2 separate regions of the Mus musculus genome follow, and region 2 is linked to region 1. The links are chromatin contacts, called in public promoter capture Hi-C maps. All regions are on one chromosome and are shown on one strand. Each heading gives the region's core, a stretch centred on a gene start, on an enhancer-like site or on the middle of the called end of the contact. The rest is flanking DNA. Distances are from core to core; before and after follow the strand shown. Region 1 overlaps Gm31317 (a long non-coding RNA gene). Region 2 holds the start of Mien1 (migration and invasion enhancer 1).

Region 1 (4,205 bases), core at 1,088-3,587:
AAAAAAAAAACACAGTAAAAACATCACCATGGGGGGGAGTGAATGATACCCTCACACATACCTGGTAATCAAGAGGTAATTCAGCATGTGTGTCTAGCTAGGCCTGCCAACCTGTACTGGAGCCTTGGCCAATGTACCCCGTATACAGCTGCCTCAGTCTCCCCAACCAGCCTGGCTGATCCTTGCTCTTCTGCTCCATTCTCAGTGCCGCCAGCCCTGAGCACTAAGAATACAAACCGTGTGAACCCCTCCATGTGGAGTCTCCAGGCAGAAGAGGAAGCCATGGCCGCCTAGTGGCTGCCAGGGAGGCTGGCAGGAAGGGGCTTCATCAGACATCTCCTGGGAAACAGTGAACTCCCCATAGAAAGGACATTTGACAGTAAAATTCCTGCCTTAGTGTGTTTGTGTCAGTGTTGGGGGCGGGGGAGGGGGGGAGGGAGCTAGGCTCCCTGTGCCCTCTGCCCTTCACTCTCCTCAGGGGAGCCTCTTGGAAGCTCTCACACTGCTTCCCCAAATCTAGTCCTCATATGCTCTGAGCTCCTGAGACTTGAATGTCATCTAGAAAAATGTTCCTGTAGATTCCTGATCCAGGTGGAGAAGAGCCCTGGGCTGAGGGTTGGAGGCCCAGGTACTCTCCTTTTTACCTCTCTGGGTGGCCCTGGCCTGTTTTAGCCCCTTGCTGAGTCTTGGCTGCCAACTTTTCAAAATGAGGGTGCCAGAGAAGATTTGCCACCAGGAGTTCCTGCACTGTGGCTCCTTCAGTGGGGGCATTCAAGCCTTCATTGGGGGCATTCTAAGCCATTCATTTCTGCCCCTGGGACAGCTATCCAGAGGTTAACAACCAGTTGCTTAAACCAGCCTGGCCCTTCATCTGCACATGCGTTCATGTGATTAATTCCTGCTTTTTGAGAGTAATGTTTACTCTGAGAGGGTCCAGAGGTTACCTGAAGTTTTGCAAAAGGGGCATCAGGCACTCCTTGCTGTTTAGTGCAAAGGCCAGCTGCCTGCTATGGTCCTTCATTGACCCAGCTTTCTGGGGAGCTGGAGTGTCCCCACACGTCCCTGGTGTCCAAAGCTAAGTTAAGGAAGAAATCCTTGAAATTCTTGCCCCCTCCCTCACCTTCTCTCTCTCTCCTCTCTCTCTCCCCTTCTCTCTCTCCCCCTTGCTGGGGTGGAATCTGGGCCATTGCAGGTCTATGGAAACACCGGAGGGATCCAATCCACCCCTCTTAGACTGGGAACAGAAACCAGGAATCCACAGACAGAATCAGAAGCGTTTAAGTAAAAGCAAGAGGCTTTGATCCAAATGGAGAGTTCCTTCCTTCCTTCCTGCTGGACTCACCTTCCTTTTCCCTGGGACACCCCCCTCCCATCCCTCCTCAGCATGGTGGCAGGTTCTGAGGGAGCTCCTCAGGCAGGAGAGAACCCTGAGGGAGCAGGGAAAGGAGCCCCTGGGCCCCAGCCTCCTTCAGGTACCACTTAGCCCTCCTGGCCTGTTTGACCTTGGGGCTCCTGACCTTGATCTGCCCTTGGCAGTGGCAGAGAAAGATGGAGGAGCTAAGTGAAGGAGCTGAGAGTGCGGATCAGACAGCCTGGAATAAGGAAGAGCAGGAAGCAGAAGAAGCAGGGGGCGGGGCCAGTGATCTGGCCCTCTGTCACCTTTCCTGAATACCTACTATGCACCAGGTGATGGGCTCTACCCCAGTTTAAACTGGATTGTGCCATCCAGGCCCGCCCCAGCCCTGGGCCGAGGTGTTACAGTCTCCACTCTGCCCTGACAGAGAAGGAAACCGAGACTCTGAGCCTTATGTAATCTGCCCAAGGTCACACAGCTTGTCAGAAGTACAGCCAGGAGCCTAGCCCAGGCCTGGCGGCCTCCAGTGGCTTCTCCTTGCTGCCAGAAAGTCCTCCTCCTGGAAAAGAAGGTCTGGGGTTGGGGTTTTCAGTTCGAGCTCCTGGGGATCCTCGGGCAAATCCATTGTCATCTGCCCTCTCCTCCTCACCCATCTGCCAGGCCAGTCGCGGGTGAGCCCCCTGCCACGGCCCCTGCCCCAGCCCCAGGTGCAAGCTTATCTTTGCCTGGCTCCCCACCTCTCCCCCGTGCACCCAAGGTGGTTCTGAGGTCACCACCCACCCACCCCCGCGCGTGCCTTTAGCGCCTTTAATTCTGCATCGCCATGTCGACTCAAAGTGCATGGGAAAAGCCGGGCCAGAGTGGAGGTCACTTGAAGGTTGAAAGTGGTGGCTCTTTGGGGGCAAAAGATTGGGGTGCTGATTACCTCCCCTGATTTAAAAGAACCCTCCCCAGCCTCCACCCCTCACCCGAGAGACAGCCAGAGCTTTGCTAAGTTAATGAAATACAAAAGAAGGAATCAGAGGTGGGGGAGGCTCCCGAGCCCTGGAAAGCGAGGGAGAGAAAAAGTTGGGTCTCTTCCAAAGAGTTAATGTTCCACAGTATGATCGATTAGGTGTCAGATGTAATTTCAAACCAATACAAGATGAATGGCATAATTTTCCCTCTCTCATTTTAGACAGAATTAAGAATCCATTAGCTAACACAAATTTTTGGCAAGTTTAATAGGAGCTCAAATCTACATTCGGAGGAAACGCTCCCCAAAGCCTGTTTCAAGCTTTTACTTCTTCGGCCCCCTGCCTCCAATGCCCTCAACTCTCAGCAGCCGGCTGCTGTGTCCCCCACCGGCAGCCCCCACTCCTTTCCTGGCCCCCAAATGCCCCTCCCTAACCCAGCCCAAGATTAACTGGCCTGACCCCTCTCACAAAGGCCGGGCCAGCCCACCATTGTCTTGCAGTGGATGGTTGGAGGAAGGGTTGGAGGGGCTGGCAGAGGGCCCAGGGAAAGGAAGGTTTTCTGAATTGGCCCCAGGCTCCAGAAGCACCCTGGGGAGAGAGGTAAATTGGGACCCTGGTCAGTTCCTCAGTTGTAACCCCAGGAAAGTTTTTATCCTAAATAGAACATTATCCCACTCACTCCCCCAGTCTTGCTGTTCCCAACAGTCAATATGTTACTCCATGGAGTGACTATCGACCCATTTCTCACATGAAGAAACTGAGCCCAGAGAGTTGATTGTAGTCAGCTGCGCACAGGATGGACCCTGGCTCTGCTACTCATTGCTTACTAGAACCTAAAGACGCTTGCCCTGGGGCCTCAGTTTCCCTCTGTGGAAAATGGGGAGGGCATCGGAATGGAATGGGATGGCTCCCAGCAGGGCTCAAGGTGCTGCCTAGTGCTTTGAGGCTCTCTTGGCAAAGAGCATCCCTGGCTGTCCAGGCTAGAGCCAAGAGAGTCAGCTCAGTGCTGGCCCAGGGAAGCTCACAGCCTAGTAGGCAGAGTAATTATGGCCCTTACCTTTTACTAGTGGTTTCCTGTGTCAAATCTGGAAACAGATTTTTTTTCAAGACAGGGTTTCTCTGGGTAACCTTGGCTGTCCTCGAACTCACTCTATAGACCAGGCTGGCCTTAAACTCACAGAGATCCATTTGCCTCTCCCTTCCAAGTGTTAGGATTAAAAGGCATGTGCTGCCGTGCCCAGTGGGAACAAACTCTTTACACATATTATTCCTCAACATACCCATTCTCCAGATTCAGAAACTGAGACCCAGATGAAGGTCACCCAATTAGGAAGTGGCAGAGCTGGATTCCACTTCAGAATGCCTGGCTCTAAGGCCTGTTGCTGTTGCTAGCAGTTGGCAGAGGGCAAGGAGGCTTGGATTAGGTCTTTCCCCTACCTTAATTTTGTTTGTTTGAAATAGGGTTTCATGTAGCTTAGGCTGACCTCAAACTTGCTATGCATCTGATGACTTTGAGGCCCTGGCCATCTGGCCTTAGCCTTCCAGGTGCTGGGATCGCCAGCATGGGCAACACACCCTTCAAGTAACCTTGAGACAGGATGTCACTCCATAACCTAGGCTAGCCTCAAACTTACAGCAATCCCCCTGCCTCATTTTCCAAGTACCACAACCCCCTCTTGAATTAGGTCTGAACTGATGAGTGAGAGCTTCCAGGTGGGTAAGGTGCAAAAGGACATTCTAGGCAGTAAGAATTCCACATACAAAGGCACACACAGAAACCCTGGCTAGAGGGCCTGTAAGGACCAGACTTGCTGTAGACAGCAGAAAACTTTGGGCAGATGAGCTGGCCCGTACTCATTATGCCCACAGCTTTGCTGTAACAGTGGGTAGATCTT
Region 2 (4,219 bases), core at 1,434-3,933, 140 kb after region 1:
CTCCTCAGAGTATGTGAACCAGCCAGAGGTTCGGCCTCAGTCTCCCTTGACCCCAGAGGGTCCTCCGCCTCCCATCCGACCTGCTGGTGCTACTCTAGAAAGACCCAAGACTCTCTCTCCTGGGAAAAATGGGGTTGTCAAAGACGTTTTTGCCTTTGGGGGTGCTGTGGAGAACCCTGAATACTTAGCACCCAGAGCAGGCACTGCCTCTCAGCCCCACCCTTCTCCTGCCTTCAGCCCAGCCTTTGACAACCTCTATTACTGGGACCAGAACTCATCGGAGCAGGGTCCTCCACCAAGTACCTTTGAAGGGACCCCCACTGCAGAGAACCCTGAGTACCTAGGCCTGGATGTGCCAGTATGAGGTCACATGTGCAGACATCCTCTGTCTTCAGAGTGGGGAAGGAAGGCCTAACTTGTGGTCTCCATCGCCCGCCACAAAGCAGGGAGAAGGTCCTCTGGCCACATGACATCCAGGGCAGCCGGCTATGCCAGGAACGTGCCCTGAGGAACCTCGCTCGATGCTTCAATCCTGAGTGGTTAAGAGGGCCCCGCCTGGCCGGAAGAGACAGCACACTGTTCAGCCCCAGAGGATTACAGACCCTGACTGCCCTGACAGACTGTAGGGTCCAGTGGGTATTCCTTACCTGGCCTGGCTCTCTTGGTTCTGAAGACTGAGGGAAGCTCAGCCTGCAAGGGAGGAGGCCCCAGGTGAATATCCTGGGAGCAGGACACCCCACTAGGACTGAGGCACGTGCATCCCAAGAGGGGGACAGCACTTGCACCCAGACTGGTCTTTGTACAGAGTTTATTTTGTTCTGTTTTTACTTTTGTTTTTTGTTTTTTTTTTAAAGATGAAATAAGGATACAGTGGGAGAGTGGGTGTTATATGAAAGTCGGGGGGTGCTGTCCCCTTTCTCCATTTGCAATGAGATTTGTAAAATAACTGGACCCCAGCCTATGTCTGAGAGTGGTCCCGGGCCGGGTCAAACCGTATTGCTCATCTGACACACAGCTCCTCCTGGAGTGAGTGTGTAGAGATCTTCCAAAAGTTTGAGACAATTTGGCTTTGGGCTTGAGGGACTGGGGAGTTAGGATTCCTTCTGAAGGCCCTTTGGCAACAGGGTCATTCTCCGTTGGACACACTCATACCAAGGCTACCCCCAGAATACTCCGTTGGACACACTCATTCCAAGGCTACCCCCAGAATGAAGTCCTGTCCTCCCAGTGGGAGAGGGGAGCTTGTGGAGAGCATTGCCATGTGACTTGTTTTCCTTGCCTTAGAAAGAAGTATCCATCCAGGAAAACCCCACCCACTAGGTGTTAGTCCCACCCACTAGGTGTTAGCAGGGCCAGACTGACCTGTGTGCCCCCCGCACAGGCTGGACATAAACACACGCCAGTTGACACAAGCATTTGTAATTACTCTTTATTGCCAAGAGCCGACACTGCCCAGGATTCAGGGAAAATAAGTTATAGCAACCGTGGCATCTGAAAGGTATTGCCACGCTGGGGAGAGGACCAAACTGCAGAGGGCACAGATCCCGGGAGAGCGATGGTGATGTTCACAGAGAACATCTCTTTTCTGCCTTTGGCCACAGAAATGTCTAGTCCCTCCTTGTGCCCTAAGAGGCAAAGTGAAGTCAGGGTCTTAGTTACCTAGGGCCAAGTGAGGGGCTAAAGGTAGAGGGATTCCTAGCGTAACCACAAGGAAAGGTTTAAACCCCAGAACCAAGCTTCCAAGAATCATTTCTTAGTCACAGGATGACACAGGGAGGCCGGCTGTTGGTGATCTTTTCTACAGGTTCTCCATTGCTGGCTCTTCGGATGGCTTCCATGAGCTAGCGGACAGAGACATGGGCGAGTGTCATGCACAGGAGAGGAGGGTGTGTCTCGTCTCAGCCACCCTCCCGAGGTACATTAAATACTCACGTCTTTCTCATAAGGAAACCCTCCATTCTCCAGCTTGGAGAACACCAGCTGTCCATTGATCTCAATCTCGAAGGCCCCTGGTAGGAAATAAATGCAAGAACGAACTAAGAACAACAGGCAGAAGTTCAGGGAGGTCCTTGGCACCACCTCGAGTCCAAGCAAGACTGTTCATGGCCTCGGCAGACACCGATCCTGAAGCCATTCAGCCCCAAACCCCAAAGTCCTCACCCGTGCGTCTTTCCAATACGCCATTAAGAGTTCCTTCACTCCAAACCCACAGTAGGCATTTTTGCTATGTGTCAGACCCTACTAGGGGCTTTATATACAACAGCCAATGTCAGCTCTAGAATGTAGGGAGAGCTGGAGTTTTATCACATGGACTGACTCAGCAGGTGCTCTGCGGACCTCACCTGTCCCCCCGAGTCGCGACTCAATCTCAATGCCCGGATACTCCTCCTTCACAGCGCTCGCCAGCTCCAGGTAGGTCGCCTCAAAGCCGCAGGGTTTACTGGGGAGAAGAGACGTGGAGTGAGCTGGGGTTCCGGGGGTGGGGCCTCCCGTGGATCCACCCCCATCTTGCGGGCGAGCACAAGAGGCTCCTTTTCAACCCGAGTGGCTTACCAGTACTCCACCACGATGTGGACTCCACTGCCTGCTTCCACCTCCCCGGGAGGGGGCACTACGGACACCGGCGCTGGCTCCCCACTCATTGCTGCCCGCTCCGCTGCAGGGCTGCTTCCGGGTGTGACGCCACGCCAAAGTCACGTGGGGGGCGTGTCCGTGGGCGTGTCCGGACCTCGCTTTGCGTCGGGGCGCCCTCTGCCGTCAGCAGGTACTGCTACATCTTGATCCAGCTGCAGAGCGAATATCCTGGACCAGCACTGATCCTGGGTTCTGAGAGCTCATTGGCATCCAATGCTCACAGTCATGGATTTGCTTACTAACGAACTGCCTGTGATCACAAAGCTATTTTCCATTTACAAAAGACAGAGAAAATGGGGCAGGCGGCCGAGGTAGCTGATGGTCTGTGATTGGTGTTGCTATTTACCTCTCGAACGATGATAGCGTTTGAAACCACACCATACTGCTTTTCTTTCGAGTTCTTTTTTTTTTAACTTTTAAGAATATTTTAATTACGTATATATGTGTATAAGTGTGAATTTATGCATGCGAGGGCATCTTTAAAACTTACTACATTTATTTATTAATTTGTGGACGAGTGTGTATTGGAGGTGGGGGCCATGCCATAGCATGCTTTTGAAGGTCAGAGTACAGCAACTTTCGGCCTCCTCCATCTTATCATGTGGGTCCCAGGGATTGAACTCAGAGTATCAGATTCTGTCTCAAAGGTCTGTCTCTTACAGGTCAAGCGTCTTCATCAGCCCAGAACTCTAGTTCTTTTGACTCTGAAGTGCTGACCCCCACTTTATGCACACTCCTCATCCCTGCCTCTTGCTAGAGGGCTAGTGTCATTGAACTCAGTTTGTAATTCTGGAACTGCAGCCTGGGTCCTCCCTGTCTCTTCCTTCCCTGAAGCACCACTACAGTATCGTAACAAGTCACCCATTCTGGTGTCCCTTGAAACTGTTCATTGTTGGGTCGGTCTGTGTTTGCTGAGTTCTGACGTCATCCCATCTAGTTATAGGATATTTCAATGGATCTAAGAAGGCCTTTCCTGTTTGCTTGCAGCTTCCAACTCCAGCCCCAAGCAATCGCTGCTCTGCTCTCTAAACTTTTCTGGACATTTCACATAAATGGACTCTTGCAGCATGTGACGTTTGCTCTGTTGTATCAGAGCAAGCCTCCATCCAGTGCTGTGTCCCAGGCGTTCCTTTCTATTGATGAATACTATTTCATTCTGTTGTATAGAAAAAGCACAGATTATTTGTCTATTAACATTAATCTGGGTTTCTTTGGGTTGTTTGTTTTGAGTAAATGTCTTGTAGATGCCTTTGTATGGATGTGTTGCCATTTCTCTTAAGTTCCTTAGAGTAAAATTAAAACTACTGGGCTGCGAGAAATTTATATTTAACTCTTTATGGATTGCCTACCTGCTTTTGTTTTTGTTTTTTGTTTTTGTTTTTTTTTTTCTAAGCAGCTGTAGCATTTTACACCACCAAAAGGGCACAAGGAGTTGTTTCTTCATAGCCACCACAAATACTGGTTGCCTGTCTCTTTGATGATATTACTTTTTTTTTTTTAGATTAAATTTATTTATTTATTTTATGTATATATGAGTAGACTGCAGCTGTACTGATAGTTGTGAGCCATCATGTGGTTGCTGGGA

The links. Promoter capture Hi-C pulls out the DNA fragments that hold promoters and counts their contacts.
Region 2: a contact with region 1 is called in a promoter capture Hi-C map of embryonic stem cells, with 2.3 times the contacts expected there. The contact joins the promoter of Mien1 here to the enhancer-like site in region 1. A contact is called at or near these places in 11 of 39 promoter capture datasets (3T3-L1-derived adipocytes, the C10 cell line, the HPC-7 cell line and 5 more), 4 of 484 Hi-C or Micro-C datasets (forebrain, liver and nephron progenitors), 8 of 115 datasets of contacts at active chromatin or transcription factors (the SCID.adh cell line, bone marrow-derived macrophages, embryonic stem cells and 2 more) and 3 of 9 other capture datasets (adipose tissue, liver and pancreatic islet).

The regions. Positions count from the first base shown.
Region 1 is chr11:98,296,219-98,300,423 of GRCm38.p6, forward strand. Gm31317 (a long non-coding RNA gene) reads right to left here. Exons shown (of 3, transcript XR_389006.2): 3 at 2,650-2,898. It overlaps Gm31194 (a long non-coding RNA gene), which reads left to right. Exons shown (of 2, transcript XR_389003.3): 2 at 206-397. Among named protein-coding and RNA genes, the nearest start is that of Gm31194, 3.7 kb to the left of the region's middle. Within about 2 kb of position 2,338, at least 18 of the 459 cell types and tissues checked have an H3K27ac peak or open chromatin away from gene starts, as enhancers often do. A contact at or near this core is called in embryonic stem cells, hepatocytes and liver, where this site is marked.
Region 2 is chr11:98,436,305-98,440,523 of GRCm38.p6, forward strand. Mien1 (migration and invasion enhancer 1) reads right to left here and starts at 2,684. Exons shown (of 4, transcript NM_025559.2): 1 at 2,554-2,684; 2 at 2,343-2,440; 3 at 1,933-2,009; 4 at 1,404-1,841. The coding sequence starts at 2,642. The coding sequence ends at 1,758. It overlaps Erbb2 (erb-b2 receptor tyrosine kinase 2), which reads left to right. Exons shown (of 27, transcript NM_001003817.1): 27 at 9-1,412. The coding sequence ends at 364.